Regions from separate parts of the Pan troglodytes genome. Here region 1 is linked to region 2. A link is a contact called in public Hi-C data. All regions are on one chromosome and are shown on one strand. The core of a region is the stretch at or near the end of the contact, and the rest is flanking DNA. Distances in the headings are between cores, read along the strand shown.

Region 1 (6,925 bases), core at 1,778-4,277, 240 kb before region 2:
AATATTTGAGAGATGAAATGGCCTTTTGCTACCAGTATCTTATGTGATGCTTCACTTTTTGATTCCTTGGATAACTACTTACAACTCATTAGCCCATTTATGCCAGAGGTTGCAATTTTTTGAATTTTTGCATGAGTGAAAAATCAGACCTTGTCAATGACCTTGAGCAGTATAAGTAACTCCCACATGCTTAGCGTTCCAATAATGGAACACTAGGCCTAAGTGGGTTAACACAATAATGAAATCATGCTATTCAACTAATTATACAACTTATTTGTTTCCTCATCTCTAAAACATAGTAAGGGACCAGTTATTTTAAAAATACATCACAGTGACAAGTTTATTTTTCTCTCAGTTTGGGCTTGTTGTTTAAGGTCATTGCTTGGCATAAAGAAAACAAAAAGGAGAAACAAGAATAGAAACATCAAATAGAAGCAGCAGCAGCAAAAGAAAATGAAGAGGAACAACAAGAAGAAAATACAGACTGGAAGAAAGGAAAAAGAACAGGTGCGTGAATTAGAAGGCCTATTATACCTTTTATCCTTTCCTCGATTCATGAAATTTGAGTTAAGTCCAAGAGTATCACAACAAAAAACAAGCGAAAAGATACACAAAGAGTCACCCCCTGAATTTTGTTAAGAATTAGACAATGCTGCCACTCATGCCTGGCTCAGGCGCCAGCAGGAGGAGGGCACCCTCCAGAGATTGCAGGACAAGGGGGAAGACTCCTCCTTACCCTACATGCACCTCCACCGCTGCCACCGAGGCCCGCATTATAACACCTTAAGGTTCGTCCCCACCCCAGGACAGGATGGGCCCGTGAGCGCTCCTACTCCCCTTCCCAGCCCCCAGACTTGCCGCTGCTACCAACGCTAGCGCCGATGCCAGTACAACCGCTGTTGCCCTCAATGCACCAGCCCACCCTACAAGCCTCCTATCACTTGGCCCCCACGGGTGCCCTCCTACCACTCTGGTCAAGCTGCAGTCTCTGTTGCTGCCACCAACCTCATGAGGCAAGCTGCAGAGCCACGCCATCTACAGGCTCCAGCATACCACAGGTGACTCCTCCTCCTCCTCCAGCCTGGCTGGGAGCAGTTGCGCAGGCAAAGCCAGAGAAACCTAGAACAGGATGCAGGGAGTGGAAGTGTTAGAGCTTCACCTTGTCACGCTGGCCACTGGGCGGCAGGGACCAGTTTCATTAAAGGCACTCACACCCACCCTCCAAAGTCCAGCCTCTCTTTCTGGCAAAAGCTGGCCAGGAACTGGGGCCTGGGCTGGGTGTGAGTGCCTTCACTGAAACCGGCTCCTGGCCAAGTCCAGCTGGCCAGGAATTGCTGGGCCCATCGGCACTGCGCTCTTCGGGGAGCCCGTGTAGGAGAAACTCAGACCCAGCCAGCCCTCTCCACCCAAGTGCTGGTTCCCATTCCTGACGCCTCCACCCACAGTGCCCTGTCCCCCTCCCTCCCCCTGGTGCCCTCTATTCCCTGCCCGGTAGTCCCAGGTGGTCTCCACAACACAGAGCGTGCGTGAGGGCGTGGGCCAGGGAACCACAGTGGGTGTGAGAGCCCTGTGGTTCTCAAGATTGCATAAGCACGAAGAGATCACCCTCTAGAGTCTGGAGTCCGGGAAGAGGAGAACTCCATCCTTCCATGGAGGCCACCAGAAAGAGGAAGGAGGCCACAGCTGTCGCTGCCGCTGCTGCCTCTGCAGCCCACCAACCCCACTGGCAGTATAGCCCCCGATAGCACCCCTAACCTGCCCCCTGTAACCCTGGGATAGCACACCCAACAGCTGCAGGCAATGTAACCAATACCCCCCCAAAACATCCCAACTCCTCGGCCGCAGGCAGTGTTAGCACCCGATAGTGCCCACCTGACGCAGCCACAGGTATTGCTGCACTAGACAGCGCCCCAAACCCGCCCCACCCTCACCCCGCCATGGGCAGTGCAGCTCCTGATAGCGCACCCCCAGTCACAGGCAGTGCAGCACCGGACCATGCCCTTAAACCACCCCCCACTGCCAGCATTGTAGCCCCAGATAATTCCACCCAACCCGCCCCTGCCACAGACAGTGCAGCAGAAGACAACGCCCCTAAGCCATCCACCGCCACTGGCAGTACACGTTAGTGTACACAACCTGCCTCTCCCGACCACCCCTGCCACCTCGGGCAGTGTAGCCCCCCATTCCACCACCAGCAATGCAACCCCAGAGAGTGCCCCCAAACAGTCCAATGCCACAGGCAGTGTAGCCTTTGGCAGTGAGCCCCTATAGGACATCCAACCCTTACCCCCAGAAGAGGGCAGTGCAGCCCTGGATAACTCACCTACCCTACCACATTTCTACCACTGTGGCCGAGCTGCGGTCTCTGATGTCACCACCAACCACAGCGAGGCGAGCCGCGGAGGCGCAAGCTCCGGCTCCAGCCTCCAGCATGCGGCGGTGCCTCTTCTGTCTTCCAGCCCGGCAGGAGAAGCTCTCGCCGCTAGCCTCCCTCCTACCGCTCCGTCACCACCACCACCAACAGGGAGGGAGTGCCCCAGGCTCCAGGCTCCAGGGGGCGAAAAGTGACTGAGCCTTCCAGTTCTTTAAGCCGGGTACGTAGTAGCTCCCCACACCCACACATAAGTGCCAGAAATGACGCGCCGCTGCCTCAGCATGCTTTATATACTGAGGTTAGGAGACCCCGGACTACGTGTTCTGATCGGATGAGAGAAAAACCTCTAGGCCTACTCTGATTGGACTTTATTTTCATGCTGTGATTGGTTGTCTTAAGACTTGCTCTCATCCAATCAGAACATGCAGTCTAGGAACCGGCATGCGCATAACCTCAGGATATAAATAATGCTGAAGCAGAGTTACGTTTTTTTGTTTTTTTTTTTTTTAGGTTTCCGTATGTTTCTATTGAGCTGCTCAGTGCCCGGCTTAGAAGACCAGGAAAAGGAGTCACAGGTCGTATGTTGGAGGCTTGAGCCGTGGCACCATGGCGCGGCTCGCCTCGCTGCGGTTGGTGGTGGCGGTGGACATTGCAGCGCAGCTGGAGGGGTAGGAAGAAGAAGATAGTTTTGGGATAGATAGAGGTGGGTAAAGAGTGTGGTTAGTGCCAAAGGGAAAAAAGGATAGCGAGGAGGAGAAGGCGTTGCAAAAAGATGATGGGGAAAAGATGGTGGGGAAAAAAGTTTTTGGGTAGATGGAGGTGGAAAAACAGGGTGCAGAGAGGGAGGGAAGGAAGGTTTTGCAGAAAGACGGTGGGTAGAAAGTTTATGGGTGGATGAAGGGGGAAAAGAGGGTGGCAATTGGGAAGAGGAAAGAGTGGTGGGGGGGGAAACGGGCGAGCAGTAGGGAGAGAAGGTTTTGTGAAAAGACAGTGGGGAGAGAAGTTTTTGGGTAGAGGAGCAAAAGAAGATAGCAAGTGGGAGAAGGAATAAGAGGGTAACCAGCGGGAGGAAGACAAGGTTTTGCGAAAAAACAGTGGCAGAAAAGAAAGATGGTGGAGAAAAGATGGTAGGTAAAAAGTGTTTGGGTAGATGGAGGAGGGAAAGAGGGTGACAAGGAGGAGGAGAAAAGAGGGTGGTGAGAGGGAGCAGGGAAAGAAGTTTGGGGAAAAGACGGGAAAATAGTTTGGGGTAGATGGAAGGCAAAAAGGAGGGTGGCAAGCAGGATAGGGGAGAGAAGAGAACGAGTGGGAAGCAGGGGCAGACTGTGAAAAGATGGGGAAATTTTGGGGGGTAGATGGGGAAAAGAGGGAGGTGAGCAGGAGTGGGGAAAAGGCTTTGAGAAAAGATGGTGGGGAAATGTTTTTGGGTAGATGGAGAAGGGAAGGAGAGTGGCAAGGAGGAGCCAGGGGAAAGACGATGAGGAAAACAGTTTTTGGGTAGATAAAGGGGGAAAAGAGGGTGGTGAGCAGCAGTGGGGAAAAGGCTTTGGGAAAAGACGGGAGGAAATGTTTTTGCTTATATGAAGGAGCAAAAGGGCGTGATGACAGCGGGAGGGGGAAAAAGAGGGTGGCCAGGGAGAAGGGGGAAAATACGGTGGGAAAAAAAATACGGTGGGAGAAAGTGTTTGGGTAGATGGATGGGGAAAAGCGTGGTGAGCGGGAGAGTAGAGAAGGCTTTGCGAAATGACGGTAGGGAGAAAACGGTGAAAAAGTTTGGGGTAGATGGAGGAAGAGAAAGGGTGGTGAGAGGGAGAGGGCCAAATGCGGTCAGGAAAAGAAGGTGGGGAAATGGTGGGGGACAAAGGTTTTGGGTAGATTTTTAAAAATAAGATTATTTGTATTTTCACTTTTGAGTAGTTTGAGTTCTTTAGATGTTTTGTGTATTAACCTCTTGCCTGATGCATAGTTTGCAAATACTTTCTTCCATTCTCTGGGTTCTGTCTTCATTATACTGATTGCTTCCTCTGCTTTGGAAAAGGCTTTAAGTTTAACGTAATTACATCTTTGCTTTTGTTGCTTGTGCTGTTGATGTCTATTTGAAAATTCCTTGTCCTAACCAATTTCATGAAGCATTTTATCCTATGTTTTCTTCTCTGGTAGTTTCATAGTTTCAGGTCCTGCATTTAAATATTTATTTTGAGTAGATTTTTGTATATGGTAAGGTAATGGCCTAGATGTATTCTCGTACATGTGGGTGTTGGGTTTTCCTGGTACAGTTTATTGAAGAGATTGTCCTTCCCGAATGTGTGTTCTTGGGGCCTTTGTTAAAAATGAGTTGACCGTAAACGCGTGAATTTATTTCTGATTTCTCTATTCTGTTTCACTTGTCTATGTCTGTCTGTCTCATTCGTTCATCTCTCTGTCTCTCCCCTGCCCCTTTTATTGATAGTACCATACTGTTTTGATAGTACCATGCTTACCATAGATTTGTAGTATATTTTGAAATCAGGTAGTGTGATGCCTCCAGCTTTTCTTTTTATTCCAGATTCTTTTGTCTATCTGAGGTATTTTGAACTTCCATGTGAATTTTAAGATTCTTTTTCTATTTAAATGAAGAATGTCTTGTAGTTGAACACGGATTGCATTGATTCTGTAGATCGCATTGGGTGATATAGATATTTTAACATTCTTCTAGTGCATGGACATGGGATATCTTTCCATTTACTTGTGTCTGCTTTAATATCTTTCATCTATGTTTTATGAAGTTTTCATTTTGGGAAAAGAAGAAAATCTTTGTTCCTTTTTGAGAAGGTGAAAATTTTTTGGTAGTGTAATAAGATTTTGCTGCGTCTGCTAAAGCTGCCAAGCCATGCTAGACTGAGGAACGATGTTGTGTACAGAATGACACTCAAGTTGAAATGTGTCTGTGGGCTGTATGCCCCACCCTGCCCAAGCTAAAGTGGGAAAGGAGAGCCTTGCTTCCTCCAGGGCCTTGCCTGGTCCCACCCCTGACACTGCCTTCCCCTAACCTAATGAATTACTGTAATAGATTTTTCCGTGTTGAATCATTCTTGAATTTCTAGGTTAAGCCTGACTTTCTCCTGATGCACCTTTGCTTTAAATACTTCTGGATTTGATTTGATTTGTCAATCTTTCATGAATGTCTTTCTTAGCCTCCAGGTCCATAGATATTCAGAGCAATTCTTCCTAAAACAAGATGAGATTTCAGATGCATAAGCCAACCCCTCCCCAGTCTTAACATAATTTGGACAAGTGACGAGTCATTTAACCAGTGTACACCAGTTAGTCCCTAGAATAGATTAAAACATTTCCCCAAAAACTGAAAATGCAAGGTTAAGAGGTTTAGAAAAGTAGTTAATTTCTAAATATTGACTCTGTTTCTGGCTTTAACAATAAGTGACCCCATTTTCAATTCAAACTGTGATTGGTCATCCAAATTATAGACTCTTAAGATAGGCTCAGAAATTTCAGAATTTAATTGCCATGAGATTTCTAACTCAAGTTTATCCAAAGTAAGACACAAATACTCTTCTAAGATATTAAGTTGGAAATTTACATGTGTTTGAGGGAGGTAATCACTACAGGATAAGACACTAGGTTCAAATTTCAAGCCAATCAAGACAATTTTTATTTTTTATTTTTTTAGATGGAATCTCACTCTGTCACCCAAGCTGGAGTGCAATGGCGCGATCTTGGCTCACTGCAAGCTCTGCCTCCCGGGTTCACGCCATTCTCCTGCCTCAGCCTCCCGAGTAGCTGGGACTACAGGCGCCCACCACCACGCCCGGCTAATTTTTGTATTTTTAGTAGAGATGAGGTTTCACCGTGTTAGCCAGGATGGTCTCGATCTCCTGATCCTGTGATCCGCTGGCCTCGGCCTCCCAAAGTGCTGGGATTACAGGCATGAGCCACCGCACCCAGCTGACAAATTCTTAACTAATCTATGTACTCTTTGCCCACAAGCATGCAGCCGCCAATTATGTGGGTTGACAGACGGAATTATAACCATATTTGCCACTGTTTCTGACAGAAGACAAGCCAAAGTCGCTCTTTCCACATGTGGGTTTTTATTTCTAGTCCTTCACATTGACCATAGAATCGCCTGTGGCTTCCAAACCTGTCGTAAGCAGTTTGTTGTTGCTCTTCTGTATGTGATTAAGTGGATTTACCTTTTGTATACTCATAGCTACCATCTCTGTTTATCATTCATTTAGGGTCCTTAGACAAGGTACAAGACAAACAGAAGAGGGCATGTGGGGTCAAACTCACTAGCTGCCTGCCTGATTTTTCTGCACACAGGTGAGATATTCCTGCACATCCTCTGGTGACCCCAGAATGAGGGGGACTCGCTGGTGAATTGCCTCGGGCTTCACATCCAGTACAGGCTGGGTCCCCGTGGTCGCCAAGCCTCCTGCCTGCTCAATGATGTAGGCCACGGGATTGCATTCATACAGGAGCCGGAGCTGTGGAGGAACAGAGGCAGGTGAGTAAACTCTGCAAGTGGCCAAATGTCCCGAGCCATGCCCCTAA
Region 2 (6,829 bases), core at 3,887-6,386:
ATAGTATTTTACACCTAGTTAGAGGGCTAAAATTAAAAGGACAGAAAATACCAAGTGTTTCCAAGGATAAGCCGCAACTAGAACTCTCACACATTGCTGGTGAGAGTATGAAAGAATGCAACCACTTTGGAAATAGTTTGGCAGATACTCACAAACTTAAACATATATTTACACGATCTAGCAATTTTACTCTTGAGTATTTACCCAAGAGAAATGAAAACCTACGTCCACAAAACGATTAATACCTGATTGTTCACAGCACATTTTCCATAATGACCAAAAACAGTCTAATTGTAGATGGATAAACAAATTATGGTTTATTCACACAATGGACCACTACTGATAAAAAAAAAAAAATAGCTAGTGACACCTGCAACAATGTGGATGAATCTCACAAACATTATGCTGAGTAAAATAGAGTCACACTGAATGACCCTTTTTATATGAATTTTGAGAAGAAGTCAAACCAGTCTGTACTGATGGAAACCAGATCAGTGGTTGGCTGGAATGGGGTTAGGAAGAAATGAGTGCAAGGGTACAGCGGAATTTCTGGGGTAATGGAAATGTTCATGGGGGTAATGATTAATTATGTAAGTGTGTTTATCTGTGAAATCTCATTGAACAACACATTTAAGATGTACACATTTATGGCCAGGCGTGGTGGCTCACATCTGTAATCCCAACACTTTGAGAGGCCAAGATGGGCGGATCACTTGAGGCCAGGAGTTCAAGACCAGCCTGGGCAACATAGTGAAACCCCGTCTCTACAAAAATACGAAAAAATTAGCTGGGCGTGGTGGTACACGGCTGTAATCCCAGCTACTCAGGAGGCTGAGGCAAGAGAATTGCTTGAACCAGGGAGGCAGAGGTTGCAGTGAGCTGAGATCACACCACTGCACTTCAGCATGGGTGACAGAATGATACTGTCTAAAAAAAAAAAAAAGTAGACATTTATTGTATATGTGCGGTGGTTAATTTTAGGTGTCAACCTGACTGGATTAAAGGGGTTGGCAGATACATGCAGCTTCTTTATCTGGGCTCTAGTGTCTTGCTGGCAATTGTCCAGTCAGGTTCTGCTAGACTCACACAGGCTTTTTCTCTGTTGTCTCTGTTTGGTTCCCTGACTTGCTGAATTAAGTATATGAAACACTGCAATTTCAGATAGGCACTGATAGGTGGCCTACTCACATTTCTGCCTATAGCAGTGTGCTTGTGATAACTCCACCTCCCAAGATGCCATATGGCTCTCCCCACCCTCACCTCACCAAGCCTACATATTTTCTCATTCATGGTTTGGCCCTGCAGTAAAGCCTTGTGTTTGACAATGTTTCCCAAACTTGAGCATTATTCTTCTTTTTAGAGGGAAAGGTCTCATGATTTACCACAGTTGACTTAAATTATTTATATTAGAATGACATTTCAAAAACTATAGATCTAAGACTAGATATGAACTCTGTGTTCTTACAACTCTTACACATCCGTAAAGCCAAAATAAAATTATAAATGAAATGCAGATCAAACTAGCAAATCAATAAAATTCAAATTTATAATTTATAATTTGAATTTTATATTGATATAAATATATAAATATAAATTGAATGTAAATATTAATATTTTGCTGACATGAAATTGCCCCTTACAATATGAATATGGTGCTGACGGCTCCATGCAGTTTCTTTTGAGACTGAACACCTGTTCTACCCTGAGCCACAAAATAATCCAGTTCTCCACCACTTGTCTTTCATCTCCCTGTAAACTTTTGTTTACACAGCATGCTGTGATATCGTTTGGCCTTTACTCAGCCAAAAGCATCATCCTTATGTTCTTTTCTCATTATCTCATGATAATTATCGCAGTCCTACACGTCCCCATGCAATCATACACACTAATACATATGGGAACTCTGAAATCATTTGGCAGTACTCACATCTGGATGATTTTAGGGGTCAGAAAACTATGGCCTGCTGGCTAAATCTAGTCCACTGCCTGTTTTTGTAAATAAAGTTTTATTGGATCATGGCCGTTGTCTTTGACTGCCTTCATGTTACAACAGCAGAGTTGAGTATTGGCAACAAGGTCCTGCAAAGCCTAAAATATTTGTTACCTGGTCTTTTACAGAAAAAAGTTTTCTGACCTCTGTCATATTCATCTGTCTGTCTGTTGTTGTGTATCTATTTGAAGATTATTATCAAAAAATTGAGAATTAACTTTAAATATGAAAAACTTTTATAACCCCAGGAATATATCTGTGGACCTTTTTTTTCCCCCAAATTCCAGTTGAGGACAGAGTAATAAAATAGATGCTTATTGAGATTTACTTATGTTCACACCACTTACACCTTATATGATATCACAGAACAATCTTTGCCAGTTCAAGCTGAGGGAGAATTAAGCTAGACAAGATAAAAGAACTCTATGCTTAATACTGCAATTCCTCCCACAGACAGGGTTTATCAGAGGACAATCAGGAAACAGTACTAATAAAGCTGTTTGCCAGAACCAAAATGGCTGTTCTGAGGATGGAATAATGTCTACAAATGTATCTGCACTCCTTAGAGAAAGGGGATATGGATACAAGATGATGCTATTTCCTTTCTAAGTCATGTTTTCTCAATTGGCAGATTGGTCTCATAGGACCTCTACTCTGTTGTGCAGAATGCCCTTTAAAACGATGAGCTATCTTTGAAAACATGACTGGCAAAGCGCGACCCAGCAAGTCACAGTTTCCATCACAGTGACACATAGGCCTGATTAGCACATTTCCCGGGCACCAGCTGATTTTTCCACAGAAGCAAGGCACCTGGGAGCAGATAACAGCAACAGAAATGACAGCAGCCCTTGGGCAGGGAACAGAAATCAGAAGACAGACCTCTGGGTCCTTGCTTCATAAGGGAAATCATTTCTCCTAACTGTTTTTAAAATGAAGGGTAATGGTTTGGATGTAGGGTGATGACCATTGTAAGAATTCTATTAGCTGAGCAGTTGTTATTCTTTTTTTTTTTTAAAGAAGGCTAAGACAAGGCCATAGATTTAGATTAACTTGCTTGGCTCTTTTATTATTCTCCTTTATTATTAAACTTCCTCAGCATAATGTGATTTGGGCAGACAGAGATGTTATCCTGTGGCTTATTGTTGGCCTATATTCTCTACCAAAATATAGCTAAACTATTGAGTGCAGAGACCCAATGCCTAATACAGTGCCTTGTATAGAATAAGTGCCCAATATGCATTTGTGGAATAAATGTGTTCTTTATAATCAGGCAGAAGTAGTATGTTCATGGAAGAAACATTTAAAACTACTAGTGATAGTAACAAAATCGACTTCAGGGTCATTTCTTTTGCTTTTGTTGCTTAATTACAGTTTATGCCTTTTTTCCAGCCTCAATAAATTTTAAAAAGAATTGGTTTAGTACATTATTATTTTCTTCTAGTAATTTTTTGTTCAGTTTTATTTTTTTTAATTAATTTTTTTTTTGAGACAGAGTCTCATTCTGTCGCCCAGGCTGGAGTGCAGTGGCACGATCTCCGCTCACTGCAACTCCGCCTCCCGGGTTCACGCCATTCTCCTGCCTCAGCCTCCCGAGTAGCTGGGACTATAGGCACCCGCCACCACGCCTGGCTAATTTTTTGTATTTTTAGCAGAGACGGGGTTTCACCGTGTTAGCCAGGATGGTCTCTATTTCGTGATCTTGTGATCCGCCCGCCTTGGCCTCCCAAAGTGCTGGGATTATAGGCGTGAAAGTTTTATTTTTATAGAGTCTTATTTAGTATATCCCTGCTTCCTAGAAAAATAAAATACTCTGAGGGCTGGGTGCCGTGGCTCACACCTGTAATCCCAGCACTTTGGGATGCCGAGGCGGGCGGATCACAAAGTCAGGAGATCGAGACCATCCTGGCTAACACAGTGAAATGCCGTCTCTACTAAAAATACAAAAAAAATTAGCCGGGCGTGGTGGCAGGCGCGTGTAATCCCAGCTACTTGGGCTGAGGCAGGAGAATTGCTTGAACCCGGGAGGCGGAGTTTGCAGTGAGCCAAGATCGTGCCACTGCACTCCAGCCTGGGTGACAGAGTGAGACTCCGTCTCAAAAAAAAACCAAACAAAAAAAGAAAAAGAAAATACTCTGCTTCTGTTTTTTGTGGGAAGCCTCAAGTAAATGAAGAAGACTGCCTAATGGAAGCTCCTTCCAGATGAAGGAGAAAAAGCATATGAACGAGTGAAAGGTGTTAAAAACTACATGTGCCCTTGCATAGGATCTGATTTCATTTTTTTGTGCAAAAGTAAGACTGTAGACATTACTTCATTCTGGGCAAAATGCTACTCTCTGGCCTGCTCAATAGACTAGCTCTCTGACATTCTCTTTCTTTTGACTTTGTGTGGGAAATTCCAGGAAAAAGCCAAGATCTGAGAGTCCAGACCCTCCTGTATGCAACTGAAAGCCAACTTTTCAAATGAGCAGTACTATTTAGACTGCTCCCATAGTATGCAACCAGGAATTACGTATGAGGAAATGGTAAATTAAGAGGCATTTAGGAATGGTTATGATTAAGTATTTTCCTCACAAAGAAAGAATGCAAAGTAGAGAAAGCTCCTTGTTTCTAGAACTAGGGAAACTTTATTCCATGCCAGTACACATACATTCCTATGTTTTTAAGGGTAAACGTATTCATCTTTTCCCATTAGAAAGATGCCGGTGAGCCAGTAATTTCTAAATCTGTGTCAGTTAATTCTTTTGTTTTGTGATTTGTTGTTGACTAGTTCTTGCTTACCCTCCTGGCACTGCGCTTACTGTACACGACATATGTGAAAGTCATCATGGTTTCTTTCAGACATTGATGATTCTGGCAGGCATGTATATACCAGTTCTCATTGCTGTGGATTTTTGTCTTGGACTTGACATGAATGTTCCATGTGAGTAAAGCACTCAAGTTTACCTGTGACCACCTGGAGCAGTATGATTTTGTGTCAAATTAGCTGATCCAGCTTAAGGGGAACTGGGTCACCTGCATTGAAGGTCAGAGTGGCCGGTGAGACTTGAATAACAAGCCTGGTGGGGCATATTCCTTTAGGTATCCCGTTAGCCAACAAGGAAAACCTATAGAGGCGCTTGTGTTCAGCAGATGGCGCTCTTTTACCTAGTTTACAAGAATGATCTTGAAGGTCATTTCTCTTGCCTCTCCTGTGCCTGAGGCGGTACCATGTTGCAGGCAAGGAAAACCGAAGCCTTGCTGGGTAGCATCAGTGCTTGCAAAGTGGTGGCCTGACCTGGCACATCGCCCTGGTTAGGCAATGCTGGTGCCCAGGGCGTCTTACTGTCTCGTTTGTTCTGGTGCCAGTTACAACCCTTGAGCAACTGCGGAGAAGAACTAACAAGAGACAGTCACGCTATGGGTATTCACCAGGGTGGCACTCACTTAGAAAACCGGAAGGTGTAGACGCGGCATCTGCAAAGTCCTGACAGAAAGCTAGAGTTTGCTGAAAGACCCAAGCAGTGGAGAAGGAGGCCAGGAGGGGAAGAGCAGCCAAAATGGGGAGCTCTCTCTCCTTTTCGTGAATGTATTATATTTATTGTACAGATGTATGTATATTATATATTTAAAATATATGATATATACATTCTCTATAGTATGTCTGTATACACTTATAAGTGTACATGTTTCTGAATATACATATTCCTGTAAACATTGTTAGGCATCTTTAATTTGTGATACAAAGATGTTCCAAAGTAATCATAACATATATAATAGTTTGGATAGGAATTGCTGAAATAAGGAATTGTGGTTAGAGAAAGAAACAATTTTGAGGTAGCAAAGTAGCAGGGGCTACTGAAGGATTGAGGAAAGAAAGATTATATGTTAAATAAAAGCACGTATCAATTTGATATTTCCGAATGCTTCATGCTGTTTGTCTAACCTATAGTGGAGAGGTTGAAAAAGTAAAATGGATGGTTTTCATAGGAAGAATTTAAGTGCCTGTTTTAATTTGCAGTGAAAACAATAACTCTTTAATATGAGAAGTTCCATGAGATGCTTAACTTGGCAGAGCTATGATCTAACTTAGCCTCTGCACAAGCAGAGTGGTTATGTGTGTGTGGTTATAGCTGTGCTTTTAATTATATTAAGTGAGTTTATCCAAGACTCACCTACGAATAGGACACTGACTTTTCATAAATTTCTTATTTAATTTACTATTGGTAGGCATGACTGATGTGTAAAAATGACTACTATATCTTGATTTTTCTTCTCTTAAAATTTTTTATGAAAAATAATTATCTCAGCTAAGTTTCTCACAGGTTTAGTATAAAAAGTTCTCTCTCCTCTCATGAACTGACTACTCCTTCATGTTCTTCCTTTTTCCCTCTTCACTGAGAATTATTCTTCCTCCTGTGGAAAATAGAATCTTCAAAACTATTCACAGGACAGTTTTTAGAAGTCATTGAAAAAATAATTAAGATAACTGTTTTAACACTCTTTATTATGATACTTATTTTCAAAATTAAATTTTATTTATTTTTATTTTTATTTTGGAGATGGAGTTTCACTCTGTCGCCCAGGCTGGAGTACAGTGGTGCAATCTTGGCCCACTGCAACCTCTGCCTCTTGGGTTCAAGTGATTCTCCTGCTTCAGCCTCCTGAGTAGCTAGGATTACAGGTGCCCACCACCATGCCTGGCTAATTTTTGCATTTTTAGTAGAGACAGGGTTTCACCCATGTTGGCCAGGCTGGTCTTGAACTCTGGACCTCAGGTGATCCTCTCGCCTTGGCCTCCCAAAGTGCTGGGATTACCGACGTGAGTCACTGTGCCTGGCCCAAAACTATATTTTATTTTAT

The links. Hi-C and Micro-C count contacts between places; a contact is called where the count stands out from the background.
Region 1: a contact with region 2 is called in a Hi-C map of stem cell-derived neural progenitor cells, with 4 times the contacts expected there. The contact joins two enhancer-like sites. A contact is called at or near these places in 1 of 7 Hi-C or Micro-C datasets (stem cell-derived neural progenitor cells) and 1 of 1 datasets of contacts at active chromatin or transcription factors (stem cell-derived excitatory neurons).

What each region holds. Positions count from the first base shown.
Region 1 is chr11:43,953,478-43,960,402 of NHGRI_mPanTro3-v2.0_pri, reverse strand. FBP2 (fructose-bisphosphatase 2) reads right to left here. Exons shown (of 7, transcript XM_520718.7): 7 at 6,443-6,858. The coding sequence ends at 6,664. Among named protein-coding and RNA genes, the nearest start is that of FBP2, 38 kb to the right of the region's middle. Within about 2 kb of position 3,027, at least 11 of the 24 cell types and tissues checked have an H3K27ac peak or open chromatin away from gene starts, as enhancers often do. A contact at or near this core is called in stem cell-derived neural progenitor cells, where this site is marked.
Region 2 is chr11:43,720,653-43,727,481 of NHGRI_mPanTro3-v2.0_pri, reverse strand. All of the region lies in intron 3 of AOPEP (aminopeptidase O (putative)), which reads left to right. Among named protein-coding and RNA genes, the nearest start is that of AOPEP, 55 kb to the left of the region's middle. Within about 2 kb of position 5,136, at least 10 of the 24 cell types and tissues checked have an H3K27ac peak or open chromatin away from gene starts, as enhancers often do. A contact at or near this core is called in stem cell-derived neural progenitor cells, where this site is marked.